Linked DNA regions of Mus musculus: regions 2 and 3 are each linked to region 1. Evidence: chromatin contacts called from public Hi-C and HiChIP or PLAC-seq data. All regions are on one chromosome and are shown on one strand. Each heading gives the region's core, a stretch centred on a gene start, on an enhancer-like site or on the middle of the called end of the contact. The rest is flanking DNA. Distances are from core to core; before and after follow the strand shown.

Region 1 (4,290 bases), core at 1,272-3,771:
TTTTGTTTCTGTTGGCTACAAAGGTTTTTTTTTTTTTTTTTTTTTTTTGCTAAAAATCTTACTTAGGCGATATATAGTAATAGATACAGTTAGAGTTTCACTGGCAAGGGGGTGGGGGTGGGGCGGCGGGAGGATCCCAGGCCACATTCATGCCGGCAGGGAGCTCTGAGGTTCCCCTGTGAGCCAAGTCACCTTCACTGAGATGAGATGAGATGAACTGTTCTCATTCACTTTGAAGATCAGTGAAGACTGCGGCTTCTCTAGTCCTTTTTACCCTGTTGCTTGCTTTATTTATTTATTTATTTATAAATATAAATGTGAAGAGGAATAAATGCCATGGCATGTGTGGAGGTCAAAAGGTTGAGAGTATTTATCTATGAAAAAACAAAACAACAAAGTCCACCCCCTTACCCCTTCGGTAACCATGAATTCAAAATAGAAACAGTCACTATAGTCTAATCAGTATGGTGGAGTCATATCCTGGGCCAAACAACAGCCATCTACCAGGTGACCCACAAGACACTTCTTAACCTTGCCAACACCCCAGGAGGTGGCTGTGATCCTGATGTGACAGAGGAGGGTACTGTAGCTCACTAACTTGCTCCAGTAAGATAACTACTACAAAGAGGAGTGGGTGTTTAAGAAGACATTGACTGTCATTAGGAGGAGAAAAACAAGTTCAATTCTGTAATCAGTTAACAAAAGCGGTGCAGAGGCCTCAGCCCACAGAACCCACCATCCAGGGATTCTTTGCATGGGAAATGGACAAGGAAAATGTTGGAAGAGACAAAAAAAAAAAAAAAAGTTCAGAATTTTAGAATTTTAAATGTACATTAAAACTCCTTGCAGCAGTGGAGACAGCCTGTGGGTATTCCAGGGAGGGTTACCAAAAACGCAGGCTCTGTCCCCTCCGCCCCTTGGACTTATATTTTAAGAAGTTCAGCCATTCCAGTCCATGCAGAAAAATACTCTCAAAGGAATATTTACAATGTGGATCTTATATTAAACATTTGGTTTTATATACTTAAATATTTATAAAGACATATGTGGAATAAATTTCAGCCTACAAACCGAAGTGAGCAAAACATATCAATTTCCCCTACTTCTTTAAATCAATGTAATTTTGTGACTCTCAGCCTTCATCCTTTTTTCAAAGATGGCAAAAATATTTACCTCCTGCTTGCGGACTCTCTCTTTCCCAGAATGTAGAATGTTTAATTGTAATGAAAACAGACAACTGGGAGGGGGGCTGTGCTCTTCAGTCTCTGGGTACACTGGGAAGCCCGTAGTTCTGCCCTGAATACTGGTGGTACCGTCTGAGGTTGGGGAACCTTTCAGAGAATATTTGCTAGGCACATCAACAATTTATCTCTTCTGAGGAGGGCCTGCTGTCTGAACACAGTCCTTGTGGCACCTCACACTAGCCTTCCTGCTCAGAAAAAAAAACAAAAACAAAAACAAAAAAACCCTTGACTTGCCTTAATGCTCTGTCTTGGCTGTTTTGAAATTCCAAACAAAAGACTCCATTTTGCCTCTGCCCTTGTAAACTGCCTCTGCCTGCAGTCTCCACCTCTGCCACCTCTCCTCCCTTCTTCAAGGGTCTTTGGTTCTCTGTTTCCATCTTATCAGGGAGAGGAGCCACTCTCTCCCACTGTCTATGCTCTAATGACTTTACTTGCCCGCCCTGGAGAATGGGCGTTTATCTCCTGAGTCAGGTCAAGAAGGGCAGCAGATGACGTCCGGGATGGGGACGTTGTGGTCTTCCGTTTTGCAGAGGTCTTGTCTTTGTTAGCTAACTTTGTTAACTCTGAGATTGGTTTCTGACGGTTTCGCCCGCTTGAAAGGAGATGCTGGGATTCGAATTCCAGCACCAATTGCTGCTACACCCAGAAAAAAAAAACAAGGTGAGAGCCAGAAAACACAGGTTGAGAGGGTGGTAGCAACAGTACACACCTTTAAGCCCAGCACTTGGGAGTCAGAAACAGGTGGATCTCGGTGAGTTGGAGGCCAGTCTCCAGAGTGAGTTTCAGGACAGCCAAGGCTACACAGAGAAACCCTGTCTTGAAAAAAGACAACAACAATTACAAAAAAACAAACTAACAAAAAACAAAAAGCAAAACAAACAAAAACAGACAACAAACAAAAAGCCAGACCAGACCAAACCAAACCACCCCCTTCTCCTACATAAAGCAACCGAACAGTAGAGACCTCAGTTGGATGTGACAGTAGACAGTCTCATACAGATCTCAGTTCAACCTGGGACACTTTAAACTGAAAAGAGATTCTGCTCCCAATACAGCAGTAAAATGTGAACTGGGGCCATTACAGGGTGGGGACAGATGCAAATGTAGGAGGGAGGGAGGACTTGAACCTATGTGGCCCCTACTGTTCTCACATTCATTAGGAGACTAGGTCAGCCTTCTTGACCATGAAACCTTTCCGCTGCGGTCTTGTTGATTTCGTTGGGGAAAGAACAGGCGGCAGGCTGGGCGGGCTGGGTTCGCGAGAAGGGAACCGCATTCGTGAGAGGTCCTGAATGCGCATTCCGCAGTTGCAATTGGCCAGCGCTCCAGGCATGAATGGGGAGAGTTTCATCTTCACGATTTACTGAAAACAGACGGTGAAGTTCGAGAAGCAAATGTGAAACGCTCATTCCGAAAGCCTTTTTATATACATGTTAAATCAGTGTGTGGGAAAGAGACCACAGAGATTGTTTAAACATTCGTACTGATGACACTCCGGCTCTAAAATATGCAGTTCCTTGTAGTTATAGGCAGAATTAATCACATATGGAGGAAGTCATCTTTTGAAACCGGATTAAAAGGAAATAGTTCATAACTCAGTGATATCAACATGCACGCCCCTCCCCCGCCCCCCGCCCAGGCCTGGGACACTCCTCTGCCTCCTTATCTCCCACTGTCTGAAGATGTTATTTTCTCACTTGGGGTGCCATGATCCAGCTATGTGACTCTGCAGAGAGAATCTGGATGTGGAGCCAGAATGGAAGAGATATCATTTAAGCCTGACTCAAGACCAGAATAATTAGGAGTCTCTTCCTGACCCTCGATTCTGCAGTTCAGCTGAGGTCTCTAGTCCTACTGTTAATAGGAAACATAGGAAGACAGGTCATCTCTACCCTTGAACTTCATCAGGAGAAGGCAGCAAGACATTTGGCTTAAAGAGTCTTCCCTCACCACTAGCATCCATCTTTAACTACATTACCCCAAGTGCTTGACAGGGACTTTTGTCAACCACAGGCAGTTAGGCAGCTTGGGAAAGAACCCTTATCTATGGCGCTCACTGGGGAAACCTATGGCAGTCACCTAAAGACAGTCTAAGTACTGGTCCAAGTCTCTCTCTCACTCACTCACTCCCCCTAAGACATCATGTGCTGTACAAAGTACTGGTAGGTGAACCCCATGTGTATCACCCACGGAAGTCATCTGGTTTTAAGGGAGCTGCTGTTTTTAAAAAGAGCAGTCCCACTAATACCCCCCCTCTCTCACCCCTCTCTTTTCCTTTCTTCCTTTCCTCTACCTCCTCCTCTTCTCCTCTTCTTCTTCTTCAAGATACACTGAGTTGAGAATATCCACGTTCATTTTGAAGTTCCTTCCCTTAAATGAGAGATTGTGTGTGTGGATGGGGGTGTGGGGTGTGTCTGGACTGAGACATGAGGCAATTCCGAAAATATGAATGAAAGAATATAAATATTTCTCCGGCCTCTGTAGTCTTCATTAAAGCACACCAGAGGAAGAGCCGGGCTGCCCTTCTATATTTAATTTGGACTCCAACCTCTTCAGCAGCATGATTAATTTTAGCTTATCATATGGAATGTCTGCCTACCTATAAATAAGTCTATTCATCTTTAGGAGGGCATAAATATGCCTCCTGTTTTACAGCCCCCCAAAAAAACCAAAACCCCAAAAAACAAAACCCTTTCATATCATTGTAATGAGATCTTTTTCCAGGACAATAGCTCAGCTCAGCCTCGGTTCCATTGTGCTTTCTTAACTTCCTGTTTGAAAAGTGTGTAAGTGAAAGTGTGTCTCCCCGGATGATTGTGAGCAGTGTTAGGTGATGGGATGTGAACCATGGATGAGAAAGGAGGACCTGGGCAGATCTCAAAGGAATAACTACAGAGAAATGGAGAAGAAGAACAGGGAGGAGGAAGAGATGGAGAAGGGAGAGGTGGAGGAGGAACAGGAGAAAGCAGAGGAAAGCAAGAGGGTTGGTAGTGTAAATCTAAGGTAGAAATGAAGGTGTTTAATTTTTAAGCTGTTCTCTCTGCTG
Region 2 (4,290 bases), core at 524-3,023, 390 kb after region 1:
GAATTGGCATGTCTTCTAAAAGTCACTCGTGAACATTCCTGGTGAGGCCCCATAACTGCCACTCACCCCAGATAACACAGGACTTACATTATACCCAAGCCATTTTCCCACAGACTGTGAGATATGGAGGGTTAAAAAACAGGGCCCCCACCCCCGGCTTGACTGTATGTCCTCCACCCAAGCCGCCCCTCGACTGTGCTCAATACAGTGCAGATTGGCTCGGCCTCACCTGTGACTAATGTTAGACACATGCCTGGGAGTTTTTGACAGCTTTTGTGTTTCATTTCACAATCAAGGGAACAGGCTTGCCCAGTTCACAAGGAAACAGAGAGACGGATCTGTGCGCCTCAAGCTCTGCAGTCCATGTTTCTTCTTTGTCTGCTCCGAAAACAGAATTCCCTGGGGTTTATACTCTGGTTTTGTCTTCTGCACTATCCTCTTCTCCCGTCCATTTTCTGCACCATGACCCACTCCCCTCCCCCACCCTCATGTAGCTTTGGCTACAAATCAGAATAGCTCTCGGGGGCTAGAACCACATTGCAACCCTCCTGTGTTTCCTAAGGATTTTCCTTCGTTCCCCAGATTTTTTTTTTCCTGGCTTCCTCCAGGTGGGGTTCTGACCACAGAAACTGAAGCTAGCCCCCACCCCAACTGTAGAAGTTTATTGAAGTATGGTACGATAGTCTTACAAATGTCATTTTCTCCCTACTGTAAATCAAGGGACAGCTGTCTTTGGAATAAATTCCAAATAGTTGGTCTGGAAATGAGATTGGCAGTGGGTCCCTCCTCCATCCTGGCTGACATCTCCCCATTCATTGCTTTTCTGCTTTCATCCATTCATTGTTTGATGAGTCTATAAATACATCTCATCTGCTTCTACTTTGCTTTTTAAGAATAAACTGATACCAAACACGCTGCCTTAATTACATCCACAGGCAAAGCATAACAAGTTAAAGTGTTGTCACAATATAGTTTTAGAACTTGACATTGCTCATTATGCCAGCTGTGATAGAACTGGGTAATGAAAAAAAATCTTAATTCAAATGTATAAATGAGTAATCCATCAGGAAAGACACTTTTAACATTGATGGATGAAAGTGCCTAGAAACCTGTTATGCAAAGGAAAGGGCATGCATGGGAGGGCTGATGAGCTTCAGGCGGGGTACCAGAGCTGGGAGGCATGGCCCCCTCTGACACTGAACAAGTCAGTTCCTCCAAATTCAAGTCAGACTCGGAACACTGTCCCCAAGGTGACCTTGAGTGTCCTCATTACGAGGTGGCCACTGACTCACGAGGCTCTGAATCATGAGCACAGAAGGAAGAGGCAGACCGACTCTGACTCACTCCCAGAAAGCCCTAGTTTGGGAGAGTTCTACCTCTGGGATGCAGATGAGTCTTAAAGAAAAGGACACCTTATCACTCATACCTTGTTGCTGGAAAATTACTTCTTTAATGCCTTTGACTGACATCATAGGTTTCAAGTTGTAAGTTTCAGACAACAGAAGCCCATTGAAGAATGAGCATTCTGTAACTTTTAAAGAAAAATTTATTTGCCTAAGTCATTTTCACACAAAACATGATCATTTACACACACACACACACACACACACACACACACACACACATTGAGCAGCTGTTTGCATTCACTAAAGACTTCAAACAGTGCAAATTTAAACCATTATTACATATGTCAAATGAATTACCCTCACCCATTCTGCAATTATACTTTGCAAACCCAGCAAAGAATGCAGCCTGTCTGTGAGTCACTAACACATAACCCTGAGATACACTGCTCCTAAAAAAAAAATTTAAAGCTAAAGGGAGCATTGTGGTACACACTTTAATCCCAACAGAGAAAAGGCAGAGGGTGTCTGTGAGTTCCAGGCCAGTCTAATGTGCATAGTAAGGCCCTGCCTCACGAATAAAAGCAAAAAATAAAACAAAACCATTGCAGAAGAAGACATGATACTGAATGGGGAGGATGACCAAAAAAAAAAAAAAAAAAACTTGGGAAGCGAACATCTATCTCTGAGTAAGAAGTAAAGGTCAGCAAAAAACTCCAAGACAGGGAACTATTAGAGCGCTCTTCTTATCACACACAGAGAGCCACAAGAGAGCAGCAGCTAATATACTGTGAGTTGTGCGTGAAAACTGGTAGACATCAGAAAGATTTTAAGTGATTTAAAAGAAGGTAAGACTTGCAGATGGTCCAACCGCTTGGCTGCAAGATAAATCCAGGAAGAGTGACAACCAGATGTTTCACAGATTGTATAAGAACTATTCTAAACAGATAGGATTGGACGGTAAGAAAAAAAATCACTGTGGCAAAATACAAGAAATGATGGGCCATGCTTGTGGTGGTTTGAATATGCTTGGCCCAGGGAGTGTGTGGCACTATTTGGAGGTGTGGCCTTGTTGGCGTGGGTGAGACCTTTTTGAAGGAAGTGTGTCACTGTGAGTGTGGGCTTTAAGACCCTCATCCTAGGGCTGGAGAGATGGCTCAGCAGTTAAGAGCACCAACTGCTCTTCCAGAGGTCCTGAGTTCAATATCCAGTAACCACGTGGTGACTCACAACTATCTGTAATGAGATGAGATACCCTCTTCTGGTGTGTCTGATGACAGCAACAGTGTACTCACATAAATAAATAAATAATTTGGACCCTCATCCTAGCTGCCTGGAAGCCCATCTTCTCCTGTTTGACTTCAGAACAAGATGTTGAACTCTCAGCTCCTCCTGCACCATGCCTGCCTGGATGCTGCCATGCCATGCCTTGATGATAATGAACGGAACCTCTGAACCTGTAAGCCAGCCCCAATTAAATGCTCTCCTTATAAGAGTTGCCTTGGACATGGTGTCTGTTCACAGCAGTAAAACCCTAAAACACTGCTGGAACCATTCACCACTGGAAATATTTACTGGTAGAGACTGTGGGAGAGCTGACTCGAAGAACTATCCCCCTTGTTGACAGAAAAGAGGAAACTCAATATGCACACTGGGAGATTTCAAATTCTGAGGAGCCCTGGGCAGCACAAACATCACGCTGGGTATTTTCTTACAACGTACTCATTGAAAGAATCAGAAATATATTACACTCAGAGAAATAGAGTCCTGGGTTGTCATGTGCACCCGACTTTCACTTCGGTAAGGGTGCTATGAGCTGCTTATATCGTAAACCACCATTGTGAACACCAACCGATGAGGGATCCCATGGTGGGATATTGCCAGTTAACACGTTGGCAGAAATGCCAGCAGACAGACAATTCTATGAGCTCACAAAACCATTAGCTTTCTCCTCTGGGCACATGAGAATGATACCCAGCAGTCCTCCTGCTTTCAGATGGCATCTTGTGACAACAGATGGCCAGCAGACACACATACATGCAGATACTTCCACCCTGGTCCTTAAAATGGCAGCTTCTCAATGTTGTTTGTTTGTTTGTTTTCTCTCTTGTTGCTGCACAGCTATCAATATGGCACTCCAGCATAGACTTGTAGGGAGGCCCTAGGCCATTGCAGAGCCGCTGGGAGAGAGAGGCAGGTCTGCTGAAGCCATCCTAATGAAGAGATTCGAGAGACCGAGGAAATGGCTGTGTAGATAAGATGCCAGTCACCGAGGCTGACAATCTGAGTTCGATGCCCAGTTCCTACATGGTAGAGAGAAAGAGCAGGCTCCTACAGGTTGTCCTCTGACGTGTGCACTGTTGCAAGTCCAGTGGTAGGGTCCCTCCCCACCCCCACCCCCCACCCCTGTGCATGTTCAACGCACTGGTTCACTTGCTATCTAAAGATCAATTTGCCAGAATGTTTTCAGGATCAAAAGTGCCTATCTATTCATTTTAAAAATGAGTTAACAATTCCCCCTGAAGTCATGTTAATACATAATAGAAGTTAGACTTGCCTAAAGTCTCACTTCGTCATACCCTGTGGTATCTTTATAAAAATTTAGATCTCTGCCTAACTTTGGAGGAGGAAACCAAGAAAATGATCCTACAGCGCCCCCCTTTGAGCACTGTGATGCCAAGACGGAGACATAGACACGACTTACTTTTGTGAATGCTCCTGGAAACTGGTCCTTGGACACCTAAGTGAAGAAATGTCTGTCACGCCAGGCTGCCTTTACCAAACAAGACTATACCCTATGAAGTGTTTCCATTGATTTAAGTGGAAAATAAAATTACAACAGTATCAAGCATGCTACAGTTTCAGGCTCTATACTGCTGGCTGAGAACTTAGCCCCTGTCCCAGAATTCTGCCCCAACTGGTACCAGAAAGAGAGAATTCCTACTAT
Region 3 (4,290 bases), core at 981-3,480, 290 kb after region 1:
TATTATTATTATTATTATTATTATTATTATTACCATCATAATTTCAATAGGAGTTTATTCTGTTTTCCAAATAGCCAATTTACAAAGGACCTAACTTCTGAAACACAACTCCTTACGCAGATGGAGGACTTCCGGCAACAAGATCAAACTCTAGCAAGAGTCTTTTTGTTACAGAGCTAATCTTGATATACTGCAGCCCCACCTGAATTCCACTGTAATTGCCTTTACAACACATATCCTGCCATCAGCTCTGAAAGGTTTCTCTCTAGACACATTTGCTGGCTTTGCTTCCTTTCTAGGGAGCTGTAGCTTTACAAACTCCTAGAGGTTTTCTTACTTTTAAACTGTTGATCTAATTTTTAAAAGTGAATAAAGGAGGTTAACTTTAATTTGTTGGTGTACTACCCTTAGTAATCGTGTTAGTAACTAAATCATTTTAACTCCAAAATGTACATTCAAGCCTTCTGTTTGTCTGCACATTAATCCCATACCTGTATAAGCCACAATACTTTCCAAAGCTCACATCAAAGTAATTGTTTTGCCTGGCGCCAGTACAAATTTCTGCTGGGACCTGCCCCATTTAATATAAATTATATTACCTGTGGCATTTAAGAGGGTGTAAGGTGTGCTGTGCCCCACAGGCAGGAAATTTAAACTATGGATTGATTTTTTTTTTTCCAATCTCAGATGTGTTCCTCTTATGCAGAATATTTAGCGTCCCTAGTTTTCTGTTTAATCTTTCTACAGGCATCTTTTGAATTTTGCCTTCACAGGCAAGACAAATTCAAATTTTCTCACATCCCTTTTTAGGCTAAGAGTGACAAATTCTCATGTGAGGGAAAAACTTTAGAAAAGGAAGGAAGAGAAGGGGGGTAGTGGAAGAGGGAGAGGGGTGAAGGTAATGACATAAAAATGGGGCTCCTTGACCCAATTAACCAAATCACTGTGCTTCTAGCATGAAGTCATGCCTCTGCTTTGTCCACATAGACGTCATACTGAAGTACAGCATCCATGAGCAGAGACTCAGAGACAGAATTGTGTGCAAGTCCATTCAGCACAGCGGTATACCCTATGGTAGGTCCAAGACGTTAGCCTCCACATCTGTGGTAGAACATGCGATCACTCAGCGTTGGGCCGGAAAGCCTCAACCCTTCTCATGAGTTCACATTCCCTAGACTCGCCGTGTGACTCCTCTGTAGCCCACTGAGGTCCTTTGGTTGGAGACTGTACATGTTGCATTTTGGGCATTGATGGTGAAGTCTATCCACACTCAGTAGGACAAAGAAAAGGGTAAATTAAAGTTACAGCAGAGAGTAGAGGATATGTGAGAATGGGCAGAAAGGAAGAAGAGACAGGGAAATGGAAAGAGATCACAGGAGGAGGCTAGGGGAGCTATATCAGTAAACACACTCGCCTCACCTGGCCTCCTTGGTGTCTAGAGACTCCTTTTTCCACAGCTTTCCCTTTTGTTAAAGATGAAGGCTGCGGAGCCGCTGTTCTCTGGGTTCATTAAATTTGGAAGCTCCGAATTCAATGCTCAAGTTTCTGAAATACAGACTAGGCGTAGCAGTGACAAGTCACTGAATGTCAGCAGCAGGGGGAACTGCTTGGTAATTTTCTCTAGACCCCTATTCTCTTCCTCAGTGGAGCCCCTACAGACTTCAGGAATGGCCAGTCCTAGGACGTTAAGACACAGTGCTGTGTCCTGACACACAACTCATCAGCATTTCACTCTTTTCAGTAATGTGCGCTAAAATACAGAATGGGGTTGTTATAACTTTTCTTATGTGCATGAAGCAGTTTGATTGAATTCATCCCCCTCCCCAACCCCCTCGAACCCTTCATTTTAGAACAACCCTCTGTACACCCAACACACTTGGGATATTTGATAATTATAGCATTCAAGGCCAACTAAAGTTACTGAAAATGCCTCCGGGCCCCACAGTTGGATGCAGGGACGATCCGGGTCTTGTCACAGAAAGTAGATATTCAAAAGCTGGACTAACAAATGTACCAAATCTACACTTGACATTAAAGTTAGCTTTTAGATTAAAGAATGGTTTAATAATGGGGCTGGTTGTTCTGAGAATCGGGCTCCTGAGAACCTCTCTAGACTTCCAGCCTTCCCCGAAGCAGGTGATGGAGCAGCTAGCTTCCACGACCTGGTCAGAGTGGCTTCTCTGCTGGCACTCCACTTGGCAGAGGTCCAAGGGAAGTTGGGCAGTGACAGCACGATGAGAACACAGGAGACAGGCTGGGTCACAGTCACACTAAGCTCTGCATCTGATTCTCCTATTATCTAAGCATGGCCAACTCCATGCTAAATAATGACAGCTAACACTGGCTCTTCCCAAAGACAAGACTCCAAAGAGCACTGGTTCATCTGAATTGCCATCAACAGCAAATGGAACTCTGTTTAGCTTCTCGCCTGGTTTCCTCTGTCACATTTGTGAGGGTGAGGTCTCTTACATGATAAAGAATCCCCACATTTCTCCACACACACAGACCCAGGGCATCTTTGAGAAAACAGTGACACAGAGGATGGTAAAGGTTTGGGATTCACTATGTGTTGCTGTATGCTTATTAACAATTTCATGCTTCAAATTATTTTACGATCGTGACCAAAGGGGAATGAGGCAACTGCAGTGCTATCTTGTTACTAAAGACTATGTTCTGTGGGCTACAGCACACACATGGACATACAATACACAGACACCCATGTATACACACATATACACACCCATGCACATAGGTGTATGTATGCATAGATACACAACACACACGTGTATATTTGTATCTATACACATACAAATATATTGTGTATATGATCACATATATATGCGCATACACTACATACATGTATGTGTACGTATATACACATTTAGGAGCTCTCATGAGCAGGCTTGCAATGCTGATTCCTGATCTAGTCACTCAGTAAGCTCTCTTCTCTTCTGATCATTGTTAAAGCCCTGAACACCCCTCTGTTCTTTTCCTCGACACCCTCCACAGACGATTCTAAAGGCAAGTGACGGATATTTAAATTATTTTTATTTGTGTTCGTAAGCTAAATGAGCTTTTTAAAAAATTAACATCAAAGTGAAATTGGTGCATTTCTATATTCAGGAATTAGTTTTCTGCAAAGAACATTAATTTAAAACTTTTCAACACAGAAAAAAAAAAATAGACCCAACCCTGTGACCTCATCTGTGTTACATTTGAATAAACGAATGAATAAGCAAATGAAGGAAAGAATGTTCCCTGGAAGCCGAGTAGGTTTCAACAAAGAACAGAGCTCTCAGACATTGTTCTCAGTGTGTCCAAAACTCGTCTCATTGGTATGTGTGCAGGATGACGTCAGTGGCCAGGATGTGGGGTTCTTCTCTGTGGCTCTGTTCCTTGGGATTCTTCATTGTGTTTATCAGCTCTTCAGCCACCCAAGGAAACAATCTATAGAATTACAGTCATTCACGTGGATGTTAGAAAAATGAGCCAACATGGTGCGGTTGACAGGCAGCCAGCCCTCACAGAGTACTTGGCAGAATAGGCTAAAATTCCGGGGAGGGGGACGGGCAGGGAAATATTGGGTTTGAAATCCATTCAAGGACTTCAAGTTGGACCTCAGCTCTGCTGGTTTTTAGCTAGATGGTTCCTTGGCTTGACTGGGTCACAGCTTTCACAAGCCTTGAAATGTAGACTGTCTTAGGATAATGTCTGATATTTAGTGGGACACCATGGGCCAATACAGTGTTTGAAATGTGAATGTTATTAAACCTATGTAAAAGTCAAGTTTAAAAAAAAAATAACTATTTTGAGAGTACAAAAAGGCCCTCAAGTGCTCAGTTAGCCTTTAAATGCTTTAATGAGTTCTTGCGTGGAAGCAGGACCATTCTTAAATTCTCCCTTTTAAATGAAGATATAGTGTGAAAATATCTTTGGAGAAGCAGGTTCTATAGGCACAGTTAGTTACTCCAGACTTTCTCTGGGAATGTTCCAGTGTGAGTGTGTGTGTGTGTGTGTGTGTGCACGTGCGCACATGTGTATGTGCATGTATATGTATGTGTGCATGTATATATATATGTGTGCATGTGTATGTGTGCGTGCATGCATGTGTGTGTGTGTGCATGTGTGTACATGTATGAGTCAGGGGTTAGTTCACCTGAGGTATCATTCCCCAAGCGTTGTCCACCTTCTGTTTTGAGACGGTCTCCTAATGAGACCTGGGCTTGCTGATTCGGTTAGAATGGTAACCTGTGAGCCTCTCCTGCCAGGGCTCCTCCTGCCTCTGCTTCG

What was found. A called contact is a pair of places that touch in the nucleus more often than the background predicts. HiChIP or PLAC-seq counts read pairs in DNA pulled down with a chosen protein or histone mark.
Region 2: a contact with region 1 is called in a Hi-C map of bone marrow-derived macrophages, with 22 read pairs. The contact joins two enhancer-like sites. A contact is called at or near these places in 5 of 15 datasets of contacts at CTCF or cohesin (the NIH/3T3 cell line, embryonic stem cells, liver and 1 more), 77 of 484 Hi-C or Micro-C datasets (the AML12 cell line, B cells, the C2C12 cell line and 35 more), 8 of 115 datasets of contacts at active chromatin or transcription factors (acute myeloid leukemia, astrocytes, bone marrow-derived macrophages and 4 more) and 1 of 9 other capture datasets (embryonic stem cells).
Region 3: an H3K4me3 HiChIP or PLAC-seq map of bone marrow-derived macrophages shows a contact between it and region 1, with 3 times the contacts expected there. The contact joins two enhancer-like sites. A contact is called at or near these places in 1 of 484 Hi-C or Micro-C datasets (embryonic fibroblasts), 8 of 115 datasets of contacts at active chromatin or transcription factors (acute myeloid leukemia, bone marrow-derived macrophages, embryonic basal ganglia and 4 more) and 1 of 9 other capture datasets (embryonic stem cells).

Annotation. Positions count from the first base shown.
Region 1 is chr10:120,692,917-120,697,206 of GRCm38.p6, reverse strand. It overlaps Gm35062 (a long non-coding RNA gene), which reads right to left. Exons shown (of 3, transcript XR_872122.1): 2 at 2,396-2,607; 3 at 2,028-2,056. Among named protein-coding and RNA genes, the nearest start is that of Gm35062, 6.6 kb to the right of the region's middle. Within about 2 kb of position 2,521, at least 25 of the 459 cell types and tissues checked have an H3K27ac peak or open chromatin away from gene starts, as enhancers often do. A contact at or near this core is called in the NIH/3T3 cell line, bone marrow-derived macrophages and embryonic fibroblasts, where this site is marked.
Region 2 is chr10:120,305,909-120,310,198 of GRCm38.p6, reverse strand. No RefSeq gene overlaps it. Among named protein-coding and RNA genes, the nearest start is that of 1700006J14Rik, 56 kb to the left of the region's middle. Within about 2 kb of position 1,773, at least 47 of the 459 cell types and tissues checked have an H3K27ac peak or open chromatin away from gene starts, as enhancers often do. A contact at or near this core is called in the NIH/3T3 cell line and bone marrow-derived macrophages, where this site is marked.
Region 3 is chr10:120,401,106-120,405,395 of GRCm38.p6, reverse strand. The region is part of intron 3 of Hmga2 (high mobility group AT-hook 2); the gene reads left to right. Among named protein-coding and RNA genes, the nearest start is that of 9230105E05Rik, 14 kb to the right of the region's middle. Within about 2 kb of position 2,230, at least 28 of the 459 cell types and tissues checked have an H3K27ac peak or open chromatin away from gene starts, as enhancers often do. A contact at or near this core is called in bone marrow-derived macrophages and embryonic fibroblasts, where this site is marked.